Linked DNA regions of Gossypium arboreum: region 1 is linked to region 2. A link is a contact called in public Hi-C data. All regions are on one chromosome and are shown on one strand. Each heading gives the region's core, a stretch centred on a gene start, on an enhancer-like site or on the middle of the called end of the contact. The rest is flanking DNA. Distances are from core to core; before and after follow the strand shown.

Evidence for each region. A called contact is a pair of places that touch in the nucleus more often than the background predicts.
Region 1: a contact with region 2 is called in a Hi-C map of leaf, with 3 times the contacts expected there. The contact joins the promoter of LOC108464204 here to the promoter of LOC108469692 in region 2. A contact is called at or near these places in 3 of 5 Hi-C or Micro-C datasets (all in leaf).

The regions. Positions count from the first base shown.
Region 1 is chr8:99,353,913-99,359,418 of ASM2569848v2, reverse strand. It overlaps LOC108464204 (protein S-acyltransferase 24-like), which reads left to right and starts at 1,921. Exons shown (of 13, transcript XM_017764366.2): 1 at 1,921-2,690; 2 at 2,957-3,097; 3 at 3,762-3,874; 4 at 4,100-4,179; 5 at 4,320-4,483; 6 at 5,098-5,236; 7 at 5,346-5,445. The coding sequence starts at 2,391.
Region 2 is chr8:99,083,545-99,089,472 of ASM2569848v2, reverse strand. LOC108469692 reads left to right here and starts at 2,821. Exons shown (of 16, transcript XM_017770682.2): 1 at 2,821-2,971; 2 at 3,876-4,205; 3 at 4,295-4,423; 4 at 4,518-4,725; 5 at 5,262-5,408; 6 at 5,860-5,928. The coding sequence starts at 4,008.

The DNA.
Region 1 (5,506 bases), core at 672-3,171, 270 kb before region 2:
ATTACTTTAATTTTATTTTTCAGACTTGTAATAGGATTCTAACAATAAGTTGTGTTACCACACCTTTAAAGATCTTATTAAGGCATAAATCTATTTGTCATAGGTGGAGTAATTGGCCTTCCCTCTTGCATTAAAATGCCTCCAACACCAACATTGAAGCATTGCATTTTACCTTAGAAGTGTTATTAAAATATGGAAGTTTAAGAATAGGCCCACCACAATACTTATCTTTCAAATTTTAAAAGGCCTTCTCTTGTTTGTTGTCCTACTTAAATCCTATATTCTTTTTTACGATTTTGATTTGTAGGGCAATAAGTGTGGAGAAATATTTCACAAAATGTTTATACAAATTAGCAAGTCTATAGTCAAAATTTGATTTAGGAGTAGACCATACTTGAATGATTCTCACCTTTTCTTTATCAAATTCAATCCCTTTTGCACTAAATATAAATCTTAGAAAGATCAACTTGTCTATGAAAAAGTATGCTTCTTAATGTTAGAATAAAAGTTGTTCCTAACAAAAAAAATTCAAAACTAATCTAACATTCTTAACATGGTCATTAATTATGCACTATAGATTAAAATTTCATGAAAGTAAACAACAACAAATTTTCCTAAATATTGTCTCAAAATGTGATTCATCACTCTCATGAAAACACTAGGTGCATTAGTTAAACCAAAAGGCATTACCAACCACTCATGAAGTCTATATTTGTTTTAAAATGCTTGTTCTATTTATCATCACCTTTCATTAGAATTTGATGATAACTCCTTTTGAGATAAATTTTAATTAATATGGATGCACCATGTGATTTATCAAACATATCGTCAAGTCTAGGAATTGGATGCTTATATTTAATGGTAACACTATTAATAACTCTACAATCAACATACATTCTAAAACTACCAACTTTAGGCACTAAAATTATTGAAACCATGCAAAGACTAAAGGATTCTTGAACATGTCCCTTTTTTTACAATTCTTGCACTTACATTTGCAGCTCCATATATTTAGGATTACTCTGATAAGCTAGTCAATTAAAAATTATAAAACTCGACATAAAGTTGGTTTAATACTCAATGCCTAAAAAAATTGGTAAACTTGTAGGCATCTCATTTGGAAAACATCTTCAAATTTGTACAAACGAGAAATAAACATAGTAGGCAATTCTTATCAAGGTTGGATGAACATAGTAGGCAAATTTTGTCAAGGTTAAACCAACCTAATGTTGAACTTGAATCAACCAAGAAACTACTGCCAAGAGTCCCAAGGGACCCACTGCATCAGTGATGCACAAAATGCCAAGTCTTAGATAGTCTATCCTTTTCATCATCATCTCGGATTCCAATTTTAAAAACACTGTCACTATACTTTATCATGATAAGGCCCTTTGAGAATAGTGCCCAATAGATCTATTGGGTGGTACCCTTACCTTATAAAATCTCATATATATACACTAGAAAATAACTAGAGATTGAAAATTAAAAACTAAAAACTAAAACTGCAATTGCTTTCAGAAAAAGGTTGAATGGACAAAACAAAAATCCACAAAAGTGTAGAGAAAAATCATGATAATGTCGACTAAGAATAAGAAAAATTAAAATAGAAGGTGTGACTAGAGACAATACCAAAATTGACCCCACTTTTGATAAAAGAAAATTTGATTTAAAAAAGTTAAATAACTAAAATATTATAAGAACAATTTTGTTATTGAAGTTGGAGAAGGTTTTATTTATTTTTAATAAATCCCTTCTTGTAATAAAACTTTGCAAAGCCCGTCTCCATGTGTTAGATGATTTGGATGGTAGGTTTTTCTGTAAAAATAATTTTCAAGAAAATAACTTTTTAATATTTTATATGAAAATAAAGGTTTTAAAAAATATAACGCTAAGTGGATTAAAAATAGTAGGGTATAAATATAAATAAGAAATACAAAGTTGCGTTGATGAAAAATGAATAAAATAAGAAATAAATACAAGTTGACAAAAGGAAAGGGATATGCTGAATGATGTAAATAGGTAAAGTTGACGGGGTCAATGAGCAAACATTAGAAAGAAAAGAGAAACAATCGGCAATGGATCTTCCTTCTCTTTTCTCTGAAATTGACTTTCATTCCTACGGATAATCGCTTTGGCTTTCGATTGGTTTCGGCCTCTTTAGTCAAAACGCAAAGGACGCCAAAGCGCAACCACATTCCTCCCCTTCCCTTCCCTTCCCTTCCCTTCTTTCCTCGAAAAACCCTAACCGGCCCCACCATTTTTCATTTTTTTCCAATTTAAGAGAAAACTAAAAAAAAATATTCAGAAACAAAGTCAACCGGAGATAATTGAAAAGGAGATTTCGATTTTTCCTTCTTAGGACTGTTTTGGTTATTGGGTTTTTTGGAGAGATGTCGTCAGAGATCGAGGTTGTTGAAGACGTTCAACCCTTGAAGCAATTGGATGGCGTTCTGGCGAATGGAAATGGATATTATGGGGGAGGGAACAATGGGGTTGTTGGTGGTTTCGTTGATGATGAGAGCTTGAGGAATGATGTCTACACGGTTGCTGCTTATGGGGATTTGGAGAAGCTCCAAAGGTTGGTTGAGTACGAGGGTCGCTCTCTTTCCGAGCCTGATGGCCTTGGTTACTATGCCCTCCAATGGGCTGCTTTGAATAATAGAACAGCTGCTGCTCAGTACATCATCGAGGTCTTTTATCCTTCTTTTTATGGTTGTTTTGATGGATTTTCTGAATTGCCTTTTATTGTCAGAGTTTGGAGTTGATTGTATTTATTAGTCAACTGGGTTTATGGATTCCGTATCTTTAAAAAGTTTGCTTGATCAGGCTTTTAATGGGTTTACTGAAATGGTTTTTGGGAATCCATGCTTTTGAGCTGTTTCATGTTGGTATTGAAGTTTTCATTGGATTAAATTCGGTTGAAGTGACTGGTTTTTGGGTTTTCTTTATTTGCTAGCATGGTGGAGATATACATGCTGCAGATCACAATGGGCAGACAGCCTTGCATTGGAGTGCAGTCCGAGGTGCGATAAAAGTTGCTGATATTTTACTCCAAGAGGGTGCTCGGGTGCATGCTGCTGACATCTATGGCTACCAGGTGAAATTATATGGTTCTTCTCAAATGGATTTGGGAATGTGATCAGTGATGTAAATAAATGTCTAAACAGTGCTAGCTGTTTTAGACATTCTTCTCTGCTTGAAGTTGGTTTTATACCAGCATAAGCATCATTTATATGTGTTTTAGGAGCAGTAGAACTCAGCAGTATATGGTTTTCATTACATCATATTGATCTTTTGAGGCTTAAAGAATATATATTTTTGCTATGCATTTTAGTCAAGACTGTTGCTGCAGATGATATTTGTTCCCTTTCTCTCCTAGTTTAGGACCTCAAAAAATGTTGAAGTGCTATGCATTCTTGTTTACTCTGGCTTGCTAACCTATTAAATCCCCCTTATATTTCCTCTCTAATATTTCTCCTTTTAGTATCGTCTCTATCATATTCTAATTTATGCAGCTGTTCTTTACTGCTGTTGGTGATACACTTTCTTTTCCCTTTTCTTGTAATTGTGTTTTTTTTTTTCTTGGTCTTGAAGTTTATAACGCAAGTGTGGGCTTATGCTTCTTAAGTTGATGCACAAACTTATGCTTTCATTTTTTCTGTTTACAATTTGATTGTGGGATGATAACGTTATACATGTACTTATTGCTTTCACTCCAACCTCCAGATGGATGCACGTTTATTTAATGTAATTTGATGCAGGTAACACATGTTGCCACCCAGTATGGTCAGACTGCTTTCCTGTATCATATTGTTTCAAAATGGAATGCTGACCCTGATATTCCAGATTATAGTGGGCGAAGTCCTTTGCACTGGTAAGAGGAAGTTCATTTACCTTGCTCTTTATTCACTTGAATGGTCCAAGATATGTCTGCATAATGTGAAGTCAGATCTGTTATATTTATTTCTTTGCACTGCTTAAGTATTGTAACTATTTTGTTCATTTCTTTCCTACAAATTGCTTGATTGCATAATGCAGTTTTACAAGAATCAGATCTGTTATATTTATTCTAACTTCCTTGCAATATGCATAATTCTAGGGCCGCTTATAAAGGTTTTGCCGATTGCATACGTCTTCTTTTATTTCTAGATGCAGATAGAGGGCGTCAGGACAAAGAGGGTAATTTTCTTATCCTTAGGTTTAAAGTGCCATTTCTATGTAATTTCATCTGTTAATCTAGTATAGACAATATGTACCTGTGAAATATTTAATTGCATGCATAATTTTGCTTGACTAACCATGCTTCATCTTTTAATCAGGTTGCACTCCTCTCCATTGGGCAGCTATTAAGGGTAATCTAGAAGCTTGCACTGTCTTAGTACAAGCTGGCAAGAAGGAGGACTTGATGATCACTGATAATTCTGGCCTTACACCTGCACAGCTTGCTTCTGAAAAAAATCACAGACAAGTTGCTTTTTTCCTTGTAGGTTCCATAGCATCTAGCTTGGTTAATGATTGTTCTTTTGGCAACAGTTTAATATATATATATATATTTGTTTTTGTCTTCAATCTTACACAATTCAAGCCCTTTGTTGCTAATTATAACTGCATGCCTTGGGCTAAATGAAAGATGTTTCTTGCTTCCTCTTCTGCCCTGCGTTAAGATTGTTAACGACTGATAAGAATACAATTAAAAAGTACTTGAATTCAAACATTACATAAAAGGTTAAAAATGTTTTTTAATTTCTTTTGCAAATCAAGCTACTTTTCCCTATGCTTAGGCTGCATTCAGGTCTTTGAACCAGGGGGCTTTCAAATAACTGGCTTTTGTTGTTGGATATCCCAAATCTTTCCTTGTATAGGTTTAGCAGGTTTTCTGGATTTGTGATGTTACCATGAGAAATATTTAGGGTAGTATAATAGATTTTTGCTTGTCTTGTTAGAGACTCCTAAGAAGCTGTAGAAATTTTCATAAGTGGCATTTTGTCTCCTAGCTTTATTCTCTTTTAATTGTTAAGATGCTGTAATGTTGTAATTAAAAACTCAGCTGAGTTATATCCCCACCTATTTATATTTCTTATACACCCGTTTCTGCAGGGAAATGCTAGAAGGTTGCTTGAAAAGAGATGTGATGGGAACAGCCGTCTTGGACGCCTTTCTAAATTAAGCCTTGCACCAGTTCTTTTGTTTATTATCTTGGTAATGCTGGTGACCTATACTCAATCTGTCATAACGGGTGTGTTTCTTGATCACTTCTTGAAAGTTAATTGTGCCATACCATCAAGAAGTACCTATACTTGTCTCTTTATTACCAATTTATTTGTGGCTTTGGACATACGTTGCAGCATCAAATCTGCCAAAGTTGACAGCTGGTTTTGGCCTTCTGGCATGGATGAGTGTTTTCCTAGCATCTGCCGGTTTGGTTATGTTTTATAGGTGTAGCAGGTACAGTCTTTGACGTGGATTTATTATTATTCTTATTATTTTTCTGAAAGTTTTTTTTTCG
Region 2 (5,928 bases), core at 1,572-4,071:
TGTTTTGAGGGGCAAAACTAACTGAAAGAGAGACTAGTTGGGAATCGAACGAGGCATTGAAACAGTTCCAAGATGAGCCAAACTAGTGTCATTCCGAGGACGCGACGAGGGCATTGCGAGAATGGGTAGGGAGAATGTCACAAGTCATAGATTAAAACCCGTGAAAAATGCCCATAAAGCATCTCATGGAGGACAACTGATTAAATGAGGCTCATTGACCTACTTGAATTGGCCCAATTTGTGGAATACATGGATAATCCCATCTACTTGAAGCCTTGGTGGCCCAGTGAAACACTCTAGTTAAACTAGAGTTACCATAGTGAATATTGTAAATCCTAAAGGATAAGATTGTATAGAATTTAAATCCCTTAGGACTCTCATCTTGTAAATAGGAACTAATCTCAATCATTGATGTAACTCAAATTGTACCATTGGATCTAGGGAAGCTTAGCTATAAATAGAGCCCTTCCCTTTATTTGTAATCATCCCATTGTATCACATTCTTGAGTTAAAGAAAATTTTTGAGAGCATGTACTCAAAAACTTGGCGTGCTTAGTTTTCTTGTGGCTTTTGTGTTTGATTTGAGTTCCTTTGTCTTTTGAGTTTGCTTCCTCTATACTTTGGTATATTAGAGAATTTCTGTAAGAAATCTCATCCTTCGAGAGATAGGCTGACTTAGGCGAACTAGAAGTAAAGAAATCACCTAAGGTCGCATGGTTTGCCAGACTTAATTTCTAGCCCTGTGACATAAGAAAGGTCTAGTTAATACCATTGAATCCTGAGTTAGTGATTACATAGATTGAACAATTGAATGAGAGATAATGAGAGATAATTGATTAATTAGATTAGGTGAAGTTAGAGTTCCAAGTCTTTAAGATTGATTGAGAAACATGGGAAATTTTATTGTTTTATTTAATAATATCTTTATAGTTTGCTTAAGTTTAATTAATAGTAATTAGAATTTATTTTATTGATATGGATTAGATAAAAACTGAATTGTTGGTATTTAGCAACTCAGAATTTGGTCATTATGGGAATGATATCTTCTTATCACTTTGTTACTTGATCGATATGTACACTTGCCTTACGAATTTTCAATCATCATCTATAAAAATATTTAAAATATATATTAAAAGTGAAAAGCTTGATAAGGTTCTATCACTAAGCTTGAATTCGGCTTGAATTGCTCAAGCTTGAGCTTGACTTGATAATTATTAAATTGAGTTCAAATTTTTTAAGTCGAACTCAAATAGATTGCAAACACCAATGTCTCATTTATACTTCTACTTTAGGGTGAATTGTAATGAAATAGGAAAACAATATGGTTTAAAGAGGTAAAAAGAAATAGGCTTATTGGTAAATAATGCCCTCAGTGGAAAATAAAAAAAATCAATTAAGCCCTCAACAAAATTTAGCACCTAATTGAGCCCTTAAAGGATGAAATATTAATCAATCAAGCCCTTCTGTTAACATTGACTAGGTTTGACCGTTAAGTCTCGCTGGCGTGGTTGACAAACCAATCGGAAGGTGACACATGGTAGCCACGTGTACATCATGCTGACATGACATTTTGTCATATCAACAAATATTTTTTAAAAAATAAATATTTTAAAAAAATACATCTAGGATGACCTTGGACACATGATTGTCCAGATTTATTTGGATGGCAACACGTGACTACTACGTGTCTTCCGATTGGTCTATCAAACACATTAGCGAACCTTAATGGTTAAACATGGTCAATATTAACAGAGGAGTTTGATTAATTAGTTTTTCATCCTTTAAAGGCTCGATTGGGTGCTAAATTTTGTTGAGGGCTTCATTAATTTTTTAGTTTTCACTGAGGACTTTTTACCAATAAATCGAAGAAATATAATGTAAATAAATAGAATGATAGTTGTAACTTAGGTAATTTATACCAAAAGTTTGGGTTACTCGATGCATGGTTGTTTATTATCGGTCTAGTCATGTTAGTGTGTTGATCTTCTTAATGTGTTTAATGACGAGTTTGCTGGTCTTACAACCTTGATTGCTCATGATCCTTTCTAGCAAGCTTGTTGAATCTTTGTTATTAATAACCAGATTAATTAAATGTTCTAGGCCTTGTGAACTGTTTTTTTTTTATGGATAATCTTTTAGTATCGGATATAACCTAATATGTAAGCCGGTATAAATAGTTTAAAAGTGTATTTTGATAAATGTTGTTTGAATTAGATTGATCTATAGGATTAAGAATCAATTGAGATATTGAATTAATAAGAGAAAAATAAATTGACTCATGAACTAATTAACTAACAACTAAATTAATTTTTATAATTTTTAATAATTTATTTACTTTTTATCGTCAAAACCAATTGAATCGATTAAACTGAAATTTATTTTCAATTTCATAAACATTAATTTAAAATTTTCAAAAGACGTTTAAAAGTCACAAAGCAAATAAAAAATATCACTATTTAGGAGTACTAAGAAAACAATTATGTAAATGATGTCACGAGCGTGATCAAATAAAATGTAAAATCATAAGGTAAAGATTTTAAGCAAAATAAATAAATAAATAAAAGAAGACAAGCATGGCGGCTACGTGTATGATGGGTATTGACTAAGTAGCTTGTCGAAGGAGAATATGAAAATAAAATTGGACAAACTTTTTTTTTTCTTTTTTGGTTTACCCTTCTTGCCCGCCCGCTAACCGAAACGGTCCAGCAGAAAGAACAGGGACTAGTGCGACCCACATTACTCATACACCACCACCTGTCCTTTTCCATCAAAATTTCTCCACGTGGCACTCATCAAACGGCTTCAAAGTCTCCACAAACTCCCCCTCACTTCTTCTACTTGTTTCCCCTGCTTTCTTGCTCTTTCAGTTTCACTTCCTTCTCCTCCTCGTCCTTCCATTTCTATTTCTCTGCAAGTGTTTTGCCTTTTTCCGCTCTGATTATGATCTGATGATTATATCTCTCTTTCTAAGGTCTCCTTTTTCTCTCTTCTTTTTTTTTTTTTGTGAATATGATCGTTATTCGATACTGTGGTCTTTATTTCTTAGGATCTTTTTTCCGTCCTTTCTTCGTTTGATTCCTCAAGAGGAAAAAAAAAGTTAAAAGTTCTTTTATTTTATTTTGCCAAAGCACCAGAATTCAACTATCCTTAGCTCTTCGCTCCTTAAATTGCGAATTTTTATGAGGAAGTTTTTTTTTCTTTATTTTGACGTGTTACATTGATTACCTTTTGTCTTCTTTTTTTTTTTTGTAAAAAAAAAATTGTTGATGATAAAGTAGACAGGTAAATGTGGTGTAAAAAGTAAAAACACTTCCTGATCATCGTTTCATATGATCTTTTTATTTTTTTAAATGTTTAGTTGCATTTATTAATTTTATTTTATGGTTTAATGAGGGAGGTTATGCGTTGTCCTTTAAATGGGGTTTTGAATACTTATTCTAGGGGTTTGTAATTTATGTATGTTGGCTTTTTCGGGATGCAAGTTAAGAATTAGATGCAGCTTAATTTGTTATTTAAACACTTAAACGTTCTGTTTCTTAAGCTCTGTTTTTTCCCCTTTAATAACTGTATTTATTTTGAATTAATGCTCACGATGAGATATCCCTTAAACTATTCAAAGCTGGATTTCAGGAACTTCTCTGTAACTGTTGCTTTCGATGGCTCTGATTTTTTTTTCTTTTTTTATGAATCTATAGCCGTTTCTGTTTACCAACGAGAATTTTGCATTCACAATGCTCGGGATGAGTACTGCTAGCTTTGATTTATACATAAGTCCAATGTCACTTATGCGAGATAATGGGTTTGTTGGTCTTTTGGTTTTGCATTCGTTGTACACTTTAAAGAGCTGACTCTCTGATGCTGTTGTTTCTGTTCAGTTGTGTTGTAAGGTGAAGCAGCGTTTAGACTTCAGAGTTCAGACCATGTTTGATGGTTCTAAAATGGGGAGTAAATTGGTTTTTCTTCTTGCTTCATGATATTTATTGATAATTTATTAGACTATTAGTCTAATGGGGGGAGTGTGTTCAAGGAAAAGAGACCAACAGGTCGTTGAAGATGGAATGAGAAGAGGAGTGTCTGGAAGGTACGGAAAAAGTGGTAGTTCAAAGTGGCTTCTAACCTCCTTTTCTCGGCCCATGGTGGTTCACCAGCCTGGATTGGCCAATTGCCCGTCTCTCATGGAATTATGCATCCATAAAATATGCGAAGTAAGTCTTATCACATTGGTATCTGGCATGTCCTTTAGGGGATTTTTTTTTTCTTTTTTTCTTGAAATTATATTCTTTTCCTATCACAGGACATCAACCAGTATAGTTCATTCACAATGCTTCCAAAGGATATAAGTCAACAAATTTTCAACAAGTTGGTTCTATCTCATCTTCTTACTGATGTTTTTCTTCAAAAGTTTCGTGATTGTGCTCTAGAGGTGAGTTTTCCCTAAATGGTTAAAAATGGAGCACCTTTATTTTTTTATGTCTTCACAGAGAATGAAATTTACCTGATTTTCATCGTGTTGACAGGATGTTTGGTTGGGTGAATATCCCGGAGTGCAGGATAGTTGGATGGATGTCATCTCTTCACAGGGGACATCTTTACTTTCTGTTGATCTTTCTGGTTCTGATGTGACAGATATTGGCTTGGGTCTCCTAAAAGAGTGCTCGAGTCTCCAAGCCTTAACTTTTAACCACTGTGAAAATATTTCAGAAATTGGACTGAAGCATATTAGTGGTAATGTTCTATTTCTTTCTTGGTATAGATGTTACCATAGGCCAGTTTCTGGCATTTTCCTAGATTCTAGCTTGACAAGATACTTGTAAAGAATTACAAGTCTTCTGTATATGTTTTTCCTTTTATTTATTTTCTGTAGTGGACCAATGATACTGAAAAGTTGGGGCAGATTCTATTTCAAGGCTTTTCTTTTGCTATTTTGTGCTGTTTCTTATTTAAAATCATATTTCATAGGGGAACAAAAAAAACCTAAAATAAAGATGGCATGCTTCCAATATAACATGTTTGGAAACCGTTAAGTATGAAGTATCTATTAAATGTGTTGTAAAAATTAAAGAAATCCCATAAAACTCTTAAGTGATCGTGGTTAGAGAAATGTTATTCCCATATAATCTATTTTATTAATAGTACAATAAAATTTTGCATAATAGTGTCGTTCTGTGGTTAGGATATCTATGCAATAGTTCTTTGGATTGGCATGCTGTTTGACATTGTTTTTGTGCTGATCACGGGCATTATGTTCCTTGAACTTTTAGGTCTAACGAACTTGACATCCTTGAGTTTTAAAAAGAGTGCTGCAATTACAGCTGAAGGAATGTGTGCCTTTTCCAGCTTAATAAACTTGGAAAAGTTGGACCTGGAGAGGTGCACAGGGATTCATGGTGGATTTGTACACATTAAAGGTTTGTTTTGAATGAATCCTTGTGAGACCTTAGAATGCTTGTGTTCTACTGAATTGTTTGCACCTCCAAAAGTGTGCAGTTTGTAACAATTAAACTCTTCTGAACTCTATTTCATGTATTTTGTAATTGATATTTTTATTTTATTTTCTTTCATGCAATTGCATAAGCAATTTAGTATATTCTGATCATGCAATTCTGAGAACAACATGAGAAAATGGAAATACAATAGATATCATATATTGGGATGAAAGTGTGTGGGCTGGCAGATAAGCTAAACCAGGATCCAATCTCATATTGCATTTAAATATGATCTTTATGCATTCTAGAATGGAGAGTCAACCAGTTTTATGAATTACACAATTTTTAGTTGGAGTTCCTATGTTAGCTGGTTAGTGCAACTCTCTTCCAGAAATTCTTCGCTCTGAAGCTGTCATTTTTTTACTTTTTTCAGGTTTGTCCAAACTTGAATCTCTTAATATCAGATGCTGTAAATGTATCACAGACTTGGACTTGAAGGCTA